Linked DNA regions of Gossypium arboreum: region 2 is linked to region 1. A link is a contact called in public Hi-C data. All regions are on one chromosome and are shown on one strand. Each heading gives the region's core, a stretch centred on a gene start, on an enhancer-like site or on the middle of the called end of the contact. The rest is flanking DNA. Distances are from core to core; before and after follow the strand shown.

Region 1 (5,302 bases), core at 84-2,583:
CTCTAGGAACTCTGAATAGTTCTTTAAACAACGAGTTACATTTACGCACCGTCTGTTTTTTCTGTCTTATCGCATCCATTTTCTTTGAATTCTATTTGAATATTGCTCGTGTATAAAATAGAAATTCGTTGATATTTCAATAGATTCTTTTCTTTTCTTTTCTTTTTTTTTTTTGTTATACTCTAGTCAATCAAATCTGTTGAATTATTGTTCAATTAAGCCTTTAATTATTTATAATTAGATTTTTAATATTGAATTTTCTTCTCATCAACATAACTTTTTACGTGCTATAAAAATTGATAATATCATGATAAATAATTGGAGTGCATTTAATATTATTAATATGACGTATTTACTTATTTAAATTTAATTTTAATCACAATTTAAACTTTTTTATTTTAATTTCATACATATGACATATGGTTAATATTAATTTTGAACACTACATTTCATTATTTATTATATGTTATTTTTAAATGTATAATTGTCTTCTAAATACATAATTTTTACAAGCATACCTGTACGATAAATTTTTTATTTATTTTTATATATTTTAAATATAATATGTTTAAAAATTTCGATTAATATTTACTCATAATTAATAGATGGGTATTTGTTCATAATACAAAATAAATTAAATATAAAAAGTATCCTGCGGTTCTCAAGAGTAAAATGGATGTTAGATACGTTCATTACTACTATTTGTTTTAGATTTATATTTTTAATTATTTAAAATATATAAAAATATGAAATGACGAATCTGTTATCATTATAATATTAGAGGTTAAATATAAAATTAGTATTTAAATTTATTCAGTTTTTTAAATTAATACCTGTAATTTTTTTATCTCAAATTAGTATTTGAATTTTGTTCCATCACCTAAATCGATATCTAAGTAGTAATTTGAAAAAAAAAACTATAAATACTAATACGAAAGAAGTGGAAAAAATTAGGTATTAATTTTATATTTAATGTTAAAAGAAAAAGGTGAATAAAGGAATTAAATATAAAAGGGCAGGAAGAGTAGGTGTAAGAGAGAGGGATTAAAAATTGCATGAAAATGATGAAGATACAAGTGGACGCGGTGTGATTGGCGCCGCCCCCACAGGCTACGCACGTACATTCCCATTTCTTACTACAGAATCTTCCAATTAAAAATCGAGTGTCCCACACGTTATCTTACCTTTCTTCCAAATCAATCTCTAAATTCCAGGATTTTGACTCAATAACGGTCCTTCACCATCATCTTTCCTCTATAAATACTCTTTAGTTTTTTTCTTCCCAAAATCATTGCGCCACTTATTCCAGAGATAACTTCACGTCCAAAAACCATGCAAGCTACTACTTCTTGTCTTTCTAAGTCCTCAGCTTCAGCTCCTCCACCACAACATCGCTTCTCCAGCGACCTAATAGGCGGGAGAAAGGGTTTGGGAGGGGCAAAGACGGCAAATGTCAAAGTAATGGCTTCAAAAAGATCATCAGGGCCATCTAGTCACAATTTCGACGGGAAGCTAGTGGATGAGAGCATGATAGTGTTGAGAAAGCGAATTCAGGAGATGCAGAGGGTGGAGAAGAGTTATGAGCCTCCCCAGCATTGGATGGAGTGGGAGAAACAATACAAGAAAGAAAAGTACGACCTCGATGTTTACCAAGCTGTGGGGAGCTTGCAATCCAAGCTCATGGAAACCAGGCCTGCCGTTGCTTTGGGGATGGCTCTTCTTCTTCTCTTTACCTTACCAACTTCAATCGCCGCACTTCTCTTTCATCTTATCCCTAATTCCCTATGATCATATACATCTAAATTTGTTACTTCTAATTCAAAATGTTGCAATCTTCATACTCTTCTTACAGTGGTTCATCTTATTATAATTATTAGAGTTTTAAGATATTGAGCACTCTAGTTAAATTTAGTGAGTTCAAATTTTATTTTATATGTATGGGTTTTGTTGTATTATATTTTAATTATTCATCAATTTAAATTATATATTAGTATGATTTTATTTTATAGTTGTTCATGCATACATGTATAATCATATTTTATAAAAGAACTTTCGTAAAAAGAAAATTTTCCTTATTATTTTAGTCTTTTAATTTTTCAAATTAAATCTTTGTTTTAACGAAAGCGATATTGATATTTAAATTGAATATTAGTAGCAACTTTTGCAACATTATACTATAATTTTTATTTAAATTTTAACGTCTAATTATATTTTGACCAATGTGCGTGGACAAAATATATTAAAATTGGAATCCAAGTAATTTGAGAGTGAGGTTTTATGCATATGTGATAAATTTAAAGCTGTCTGAGGCATCCGAGACCGAGATAAATGAGTAGTTTAATTGATGGCAAAGTTGAAGACGGGATGAGAGATGTGAGTGTGACCGACAAATGATTTGATAGAGTAATTGACCTCAATCCTTGGAACTTGGGCCGGAGTCGGTGATGCTATTTTTTTTATTACTTATCTTGATTTGTGTTTTTTTCTGGGTATTAATTAAATAGTAATTTAGACGGAGTTGTAAGTTTTGTAGCTCAAATCTAGACCTCGTACCAAAAAAAGAAACTACCTATTCAATCGAACCTATAAAATGGGTCAATCACTAATTTTCAACTCCAGAATTTTTATTTATATCAAACAATTTATATATTTAGCCCAAAGCTTAAATACTCAAACATAAAGCCCAAGAATCAAACCCATGTGAAGAAGACCAATGATTCTGACCCAAAAGCCTTGCCTCCCCTATGGAGAATGCTTTGCTTTTTTTTTTCCCAAGCGTTTTGGTTTGGAGCTAGCTTTTCTTATCAAGTAATTTCCAAGACAACTTGGCTAGGAAGGCTTGCTTCATATTAGCAACTCGTCTAAAACTCAAGCTTCCATGTGATTTAGGTGGAGTAAGAGCTTCCCAATTATTTCAATGATTTTTCATCACTATGCTACCACTAGAAGTCTTTAGAAACTTTAATCAATTTGCGCATAAATGTAGTCGGGCGCTTTAAAGCATGACAAATAGTAAATGAAAATACTTGACATCTTAGAATGCAAGTGTGTAAAAGTATAAGGAGGACTTAAAAAAGCCACCCTTAATCTTAGCCCTTAAGGTTCTCCTTATTGAAACCAAGATATTTCTCAATATTGTTAGGCCTATAGCATTGGAGTTTCGAGAAGGGATGAAACCCATGGCTTGCTGTACTATGGAGTATATGGTTCCAAAGGAAGGAACCTTCTTTAAAGAAGACCAACCTGTGAGAAAGTTTATCCCAATCAGACCTCTATTCCTAGGCAGAACGTTCTGCCGTCTGGTACTCTCAGCCTCCACGACTACTAAATTTCAAGCTTTGGTCTGCCGCAAGACAGGACAAGCATTTGGATCAAACTCTCATTGGCACCAAGATTCTCCAAACAAATGCTTTATTTGAGTCGCAATTAAAGTTTAATTTGAATGTCATAAAAATATACAAAGTTGAGGACTTATCTGGAGACATGCCATGCCGATTATATTTTGACTTAAATCAATTTATTAGCCAACATGAAACAAATGGTAATATGAAGACTTGGTCAAATCTATAACAATTCCATCAAAACAACAGACATCCAAAGAATAATTAAAATTTAGTTATTTGTATTATCATAATAGTTGGCATACATCCTAAGTCCTTTCCTCATTTGCCTAAAACAGCAAAACTTGAGAAACCCAACCTTTCTCATTATCATCATCGTAAATCGATGTATGCTAAAAAGCAATCCAAAAATCTATCCTAAATAGTATATGTAAAAAAAAAATAGTTAAAAGAGTAATTTAAATAGTTAAAAGAGTAATTTTTTTCGCAGTTTCTACTTGTTCTTGATGGTGATCCCAAGCTCACCTGCAACAATAACAGTCGTAGCCATATCAAGAAACATGCCATGTTCAACGACACCAGCAATCCTCAGAATAGCATCGCTTGCCACCTGCAAATCCCCAATGTCTTTCTTCAAATACAAATCCACAATATAATTCCCATTATCTGTTACAAAGGGTTTCCCTTTAGAATCATTCCTCAGCTTGGCCACACAACCCGAATCTTCGAACAGGTTTTGGAGTTTATTAGCTGTGAATTTCCAGCAAAAGGGGACAATTTCAACAGGCATGGCTAAGCCACTCCCTCCCAAATGCTTAACCAATTTGGATTCATCAACAATACAAATAAATTTCTTACAAGTCCCTTCCACCATTTTCTCTCTTAACAGGGACCCACCTCTGCCTTTGACGAGATTAAGCTGTGGGTCCACTTCATCGGCGCCGTCGATTGCTAAATCGATGGTGGAATGGTGGTCGAGATCCGAGAGCGGGATGCCTAAAGAAACAACTTGCTCTTGCGTTTTCTTGGAGGTGGGAATTCCTACGATGTTTTTGAGCTTGCCGAGGCGAAGCAACTCACCGATGCGATCCACGGCGTGTTTGGCTGTCGAACCAGTGCCTAGACCCAGAACCATTCCTGATTCAACGAACTCAACGGCTTTGTATGCGGCAATTTTTTTCAATTCGTCTTGGGTTAGGATGACCGGTGGAGATAAAGAAGGAGGCCTAGACAAAACCTCCACAAAAGAAGCTTTTTCAGACCAAGCAATTGCCATTTTGTGTGTGTGGGGGGGGGGGGTTATTGGGGTACTAAATAATAAGAAAAACAGATAATAAATGATTAAAAAAATAAAAAAAATGAATCAACAGAAATCAAAAGATTAGCATTGTAAAATACAAAGTGGAAGAAGAAAAAAGAAAGTGGGATTTGATTGTCTCCCGTTTGTTATTTCCCTCCAGGAAATTGATTTAGGCGAGGAGAGGAGGCGTATGGAAAACAGAAAGGGGCGTGTTAGGTAGTTATAAAGGCGGATGGAGGAAAGGGGATCCAGTCCTGAAAGTCAAGACCCAGGCCACACAAATAAAATGGATGGTGGTGCTCTTCTCTGATTTTTTACTTTTCAGTTTGCGGATCAGATATTATTGGACCCCTTTTCAATAGAATCTAATTTCAATGCTTATCTTTAACTTTCTAAAATCAAGGGTGTTGTTTGTTTGAAGAAGTGGGAACTTGCTTTTCAATACGATTCTCCGCATATTCTCAACCGTTGGATGAAATTTGGACGGTCTGTATTGTTTCTCCAATATCTTACTAACAGCATTGTCGTTGTCTTCGGCTTCTTTTATTGTAATATATGCAGGGGCAGATAACATATCACGTAGTTTAGGTTTAAAACATAAATAAAAGTGTAAAAAAGCTTTGGTACGCATTATACGAATTTCTTTTTTATTATAATTCCA
Region 2 (5,218 bases), core at 2,290-4,789, 160 kb before region 1:
ACGGCTCCATGGTACCCAACCACTGTCGAAAAGATGTGTTCATTTTACCCTCCATGTCACTATCAAGTCGAGTCATTCTTTGGCGAAAATGTGTAGCTCTAACTCGTGCGCTGTATTTGTATTAAGAAAAGATAAGTTATAGTATTTCCCTAAAACATTAAAACTCATATTGAAAAGATGAGGTTATCCTTTACCCATTCTCACAACTTGTCTCTGCCAGTTTGCATTATTATAATCTCTATAGAAGTTAGCCGCTATGTGCCAGATGCAGTAAAGGGATCTCTGTGGCACACCGGAACATCTAATGGCGGCAATTAATCATTTCCCTCTATTGGAGATGATGCAACTATAATCATTGCTAATAACATACCTCCGTAGGTTTGTAAGGAAGAATTTCCACTATTCCATATTCTCTTTATCTACGATGGTAAATTCTATCGGGAGCACGTTCTTGTTCCCGTCTTGAGCAACTGCAAGAAGTAGGATCTATGTATATTTTCCGTATAGCTAGGTCTCATCTACTTGCTTGTAGTGGGGAAATGCGTGCACTTATGGATCAAACGTCTAGAACATCCGATGGAAAATTCTTTTTCCCGATTGTAGTTGGTTATCTGGGCTGTAATAAGGTCGTGTCTGTAACTCAATGACAGTTCCTAGCACGTACTCCTGTATAGCGGCTATCTATCCTTGTAACTCATTGTACGACGTATCGAAATCCCCGTACAATTACTCTATTGACATTTGTTTAGCTATCCACGCCTTTCGGTATGATACTCAATATTGGAATCGTGCCTGCATTTTAGCAATCAGTACCGAAACTTTAATGATTGGCATGTCCTTCACTATTGGCATGATACACGTACAGATAGTTTTAGAATCAAGTTTTTGATTATCTTCTATCATACGTGTTGACGTGCATGTGTGAGGCCCAACAAATTTTCATATCTCCTATATCTACAGTTTTTGAATAAATACGGCTCGTACCCATCAATTGCAGCCTTCCGTCGACTTCCAACACTCCCCAATATATAATGTCGATTTAGACACTGCGAATTTGTAGTCCACTGATATATTCATGCTATACTGCTTAATAGCAAATAAGCATTTTTCCTTACTTTTGAATCTCTGGCCCACGAATAACTCCTCAGGATCGGAATATACGGTCAAGAGATGAATAGGTAGTATTTTAGGGTACTCTAGGAACTTGGCTACGTGCGCCGCGTTGGGGTCTATGAGCGACATGTGTGCCCTAGGATTATTGTGTATTACAATACATCGAATAGGGTTCCCAGCTGAAGACACGTTAATATTTTCATTTTCATTCATGTCTTCGTTGTAAATATCATTAGGGACCCCGTCCACATCGGGATCACTATCACTATCGAACTCATGATTACAAGGATCACTATTGTCGTATCTATCATCACCAACCACATCAATATCAGGTGCAACATTAACATCAATATCGATCCCGCGTATAGTTGATTGACTATCAACTTATGATATTAGAGCCACCATACAAGGTTCTTGAGCTCTAAGTTCTTCACCTAATGCAATGAGATCTTCAGTTGGCTCCACACCAGCTAACTCAGCAAATAACTGAATTGGTGCATTTTGGTCACTCTGATTCCCACAATAAAGAGCGATCGTTGTCTCCATATTTTCATCGTCTACAAGTTTCATTTTGGTGAATCTAATGGGATCTGTTGAAACTGGAAACTTGAAGAAAAGTTTCGAAATCCTTCTCTCACAACATCTAACAATTTTTGCACTAATCTTTTCCTTCATATCATTGAACGAGACATTTCTATTAAATCTCATTGCTATTTGTTGGCGACATTCAAATATACATCCAACGGTTGTTGTCAAGATTGTTCAATCGAAATAAACGCATACGAAAAATTGATTATCCATCTTCAATACTCAACCTGTTAAAAAATAAATAAAAATTCTCAAAACAATTTCAAACAATAAAAAAAATACTTACATAAAAAATTTAATGAATAAAAAGAGACCAAAATTATATCAATATGCAATTTTTTCATTCATAAGCTCAAACTTTTTTAGTTCACGTTTTGTATATGAACGACATTTATCTTTACATTTAACCACTTATATTCATTTTACGTTTTCTTCCATCTCCGATCTTGTATCCTCCTTTAAGAAATTCTGTATATTAAATTTTGAATTCTCTTTAATTCATCTTCTACAATCCAATTTGGAAATTCCTTAGGATCTCTTCCTCTTCAATCTTTATAACGGGTATTGAATTTAAAAATTCTCTTGGTAATTTCCTAACAACTAATTTATCCATCCATGGTATGTCAAACACATTTTGCTTCTCAGTCAACTTTTGTGAACCTACATTTTGTCTCGCTATTTTCCTTGCTCCATAAGAGATTCCAATAGGTTCGTAGAACTAATGTCTTCCAAAGTTGGTCTAAAATTATTTGATGCTTCCATTCTATTAATGTCCCTCTAAGGGTTAAGTATTGCACTTTATTCTTTCTAATCAGTTCATGACCATTCCATAACACTTCTTGCACCTTTTGATTTACGATAATATGGTGTTGAATGATGTCTTCTTCTAGTTTCATTCTGTAATCTTGCAATTCTCTCATCATCTTATCAATTTTCTCCCTTTGTACTTACTAACAAAATAACTTTCAAATATATTAAAAATTTTAAAACATAACATTCATAACATAACAAATCACAATAAACCTTAAACAAATAATTAATCTAAACACAAAATTTACTAACAAAATAACTTAAAAATTAATATAAATTTACATTTATAATCTAACAAATCACAATAAACAAAATAACTTTAAAGCAAAACATAAAAATAACACTAAAAAACTATATAATACTAACAAAATATTTTTTCTCATCATAATCTATTCTATTTGAAAATAACAATAAAAATAAAATGCATTTTCTTTCTTTCTTTCTTCTCTTTTCTTTTTTTCTTTCTTCTCCCCTTCTTCTTCCTTATGTTCTGCTATTTTTTTAACAGATATTTAGTATTGAACCGAATTGGGTGGGGGGAATTTGGTACTAGTGCCTCCTATTAGATAGGCACCATACCCCTGCATTACATCCGTATAAAAATACGGGTTCTATACTATTCCGGTACAAATGTGGTGATGCCTATCAAGTAGGCACCACTATTAAAATATTTTTTGTTTTCAGTCAAACATGTCTGATTTTTAAGGTGGTGCCTCCTATGCAGCACCCTCCACTTGCTTGGATGTACCATTTTGATAAATAATCTATCTGACATACCATTTAAGTATTTTTTTAATTTTATAATATATAGATAAAAAAGCCCAACAATGTCCGTATTGCAAACTTTTTGTTTTCTATGTCAAAATAAAATTTTACAAAAATGGAATGACCAACTACATAGTTTACCCAAAATCATATACAAATTAAAAATAAAAATTCTAAATAATATATATTTTCGGAGTTAAAATAAAAAATAAAAAAAACCGAGGAATTATGTAAACACTAAAAATGGCAACTTCGTACGATGAAGTGAAGCAAATGTCTAAAAAAAACAACAAAATCAGCGACCAACTCGTTCAAAAAGCTCCCACCTCAATTCCCGCACTTTTCCTTCCAACTAAAATCCTCCAAAACAGTCTCTTTGCCAATCACACACACACACACACACACACACACACACACACACAAATGGCTCTCATTGAAACCTATGCCTGCGCCCCTTCCACGGAACGAGGCCGTGGAATTCTAATCTCCGGCGATCCCAAAACCAACTCCATCCTTTACTGCAACGCAAGATCCGTTTTCATTCGTTACCTTGACCGCCCTCTTCACGTCGCCGTTTATGGAGATCACAGCTATCCCGTCACTGTCGCTCGTTACTCCCCCAACGGCGAGTGGATTGCCTCCGCTGACGTCTCTGGAATTATACGAATCTGGGGTACTCATAACGACTTCGTTTTGAAGAATGAGTTCAAGGTCCTTTCCGGTCGGATCGATGATCTACAGTGGTCCCCTGATGGCTTAAGGATCGTTGCCTGTGGCGATGGCAAAGGAAAGTCCTTTGTTCGCGCTTTTATGTCAGTACTCCTTATTCTACCTCTTCTATTCCTCTCTTTTTTATAGTACAATTTCTGTTTCATAATCTAAGACTGTCGCTTGAGTAAAATCAAGAGAATATGAAAATAGTTAGATTTTTATTAGAGTTTCTGTGATGTTGAATTTAAAGGTGGGATTCGGGGTCAACAGTGGGGGACTTTGATGGCCACTCGAAGAGGGTGCTAAGCTGTCATTTTAAACCGACGAGGCCATTTCGAATTGCAAGTTGTGGAGAAGATTTCTTGGTGAATTTTTATGAAGGTCCACCCTTTAAGTTCAAGTTATCTCACAGGTAGATAATACTGTTTTCAATTGCTCTTATCATTTATTAGGCGTTACATTTACCTGATATTTTTACTTTTTCGTTTCCCTTAGTGGAAAATGAGTAATCAAAAGTAGCAATTAAAAATATGAGAACAATAATGATAAACAAAAAATAAAATAACTAATCAGACGAACCCTAAATTTCTCAAGTAGAATGCCTTGGTCTTAGTGAGGAAGACATTTCATTGATGGTTTGTTCTTGCTTTCATTATTCATATGTTCATGCATGTTTTATGGCGGTCACAAAAGCTATGGCCGGGGTGTCTCAGGAACATAAATTAAATTTGTCAATGATGTAAATAAAGATGCATTTTCAGTACCCGCATCAATCAGATACATGCATTGCTACTTGTTATAACTATTTAACGCTTCATTTCGAGAATAATCTTCTACTCAATCTTAAGATTTGCCTAAACTGAAAAGTGTGCACTGTTTGATTTTAATAGAGACTAACAAAAATGAAAAGAGTATTTCTTGCTCTTATCTTTCCAACTACACAAGAGTCTATATTTATAGACAAGATATTAAAGCTGCTAATCTGTTCAACAAACCAACTTCTTTAACAGCTTTTTAACAGCTAACTTCTTTAACAGTCTAACTTCACAACTGCTTAGGAAAGTATGAGTTTCATTAGGAAAATAGTATTCCACTGGTTCTTAAGATTTATGTTAGTTTTAGGGTTATTCAAGGAATTGTTTTATGATGTGCAGGGAGCATGCAAATTTTGTCAACTGCATTAGATTTTCCCCAGATGGCAGCAAACTAATTAGCGTAAGCTCAGATAAGA

What was found. A called contact is a pair of places that touch in the nucleus more often than the background predicts.
Region 2: a Hi-C map of leaf shows a contact between it and region 1, with 4 times the contacts expected there. The contact joins the promoter of LOC108466585 here to the promoter of LOC108466766 in region 1. A contact is called at or near these places in 2 of 5 Hi-C or Micro-C datasets (both in leaf).

What each region holds. Positions count from the first base shown.
Region 1 is chr2:68,152,253-68,157,554 of ASM2569848v2, reverse strand. LOC108466766 reads left to right here and starts at 1,333. Exons shown (of 1, transcript XM_017767135.2): 1 at 1,333-1,788. The coding sequence starts at 1,333. The coding sequence ends at 1,788. LOC108463953 (probable ribose-5-phosphate isomerase 2) reads right to left here and starts at 5,057. Exons shown (of 1, transcript XM_017763982.2): 1 at 3,603-5,057. The coding sequence starts at 4,617. The coding sequence ends at 3,835.
Region 2 is chr2:68,319,269-68,324,486 of ASM2569848v2, reverse strand. LOC108466585 (actin-interacting protein 1-2) reads left to right here and starts at 3,539. Exons shown (of 7, transcript XM_053024967.1): 1 at 3,539-4,088; 2 at 4,238-4,399; 3 at 5,142-5,218. The coding sequence starts at 3,550.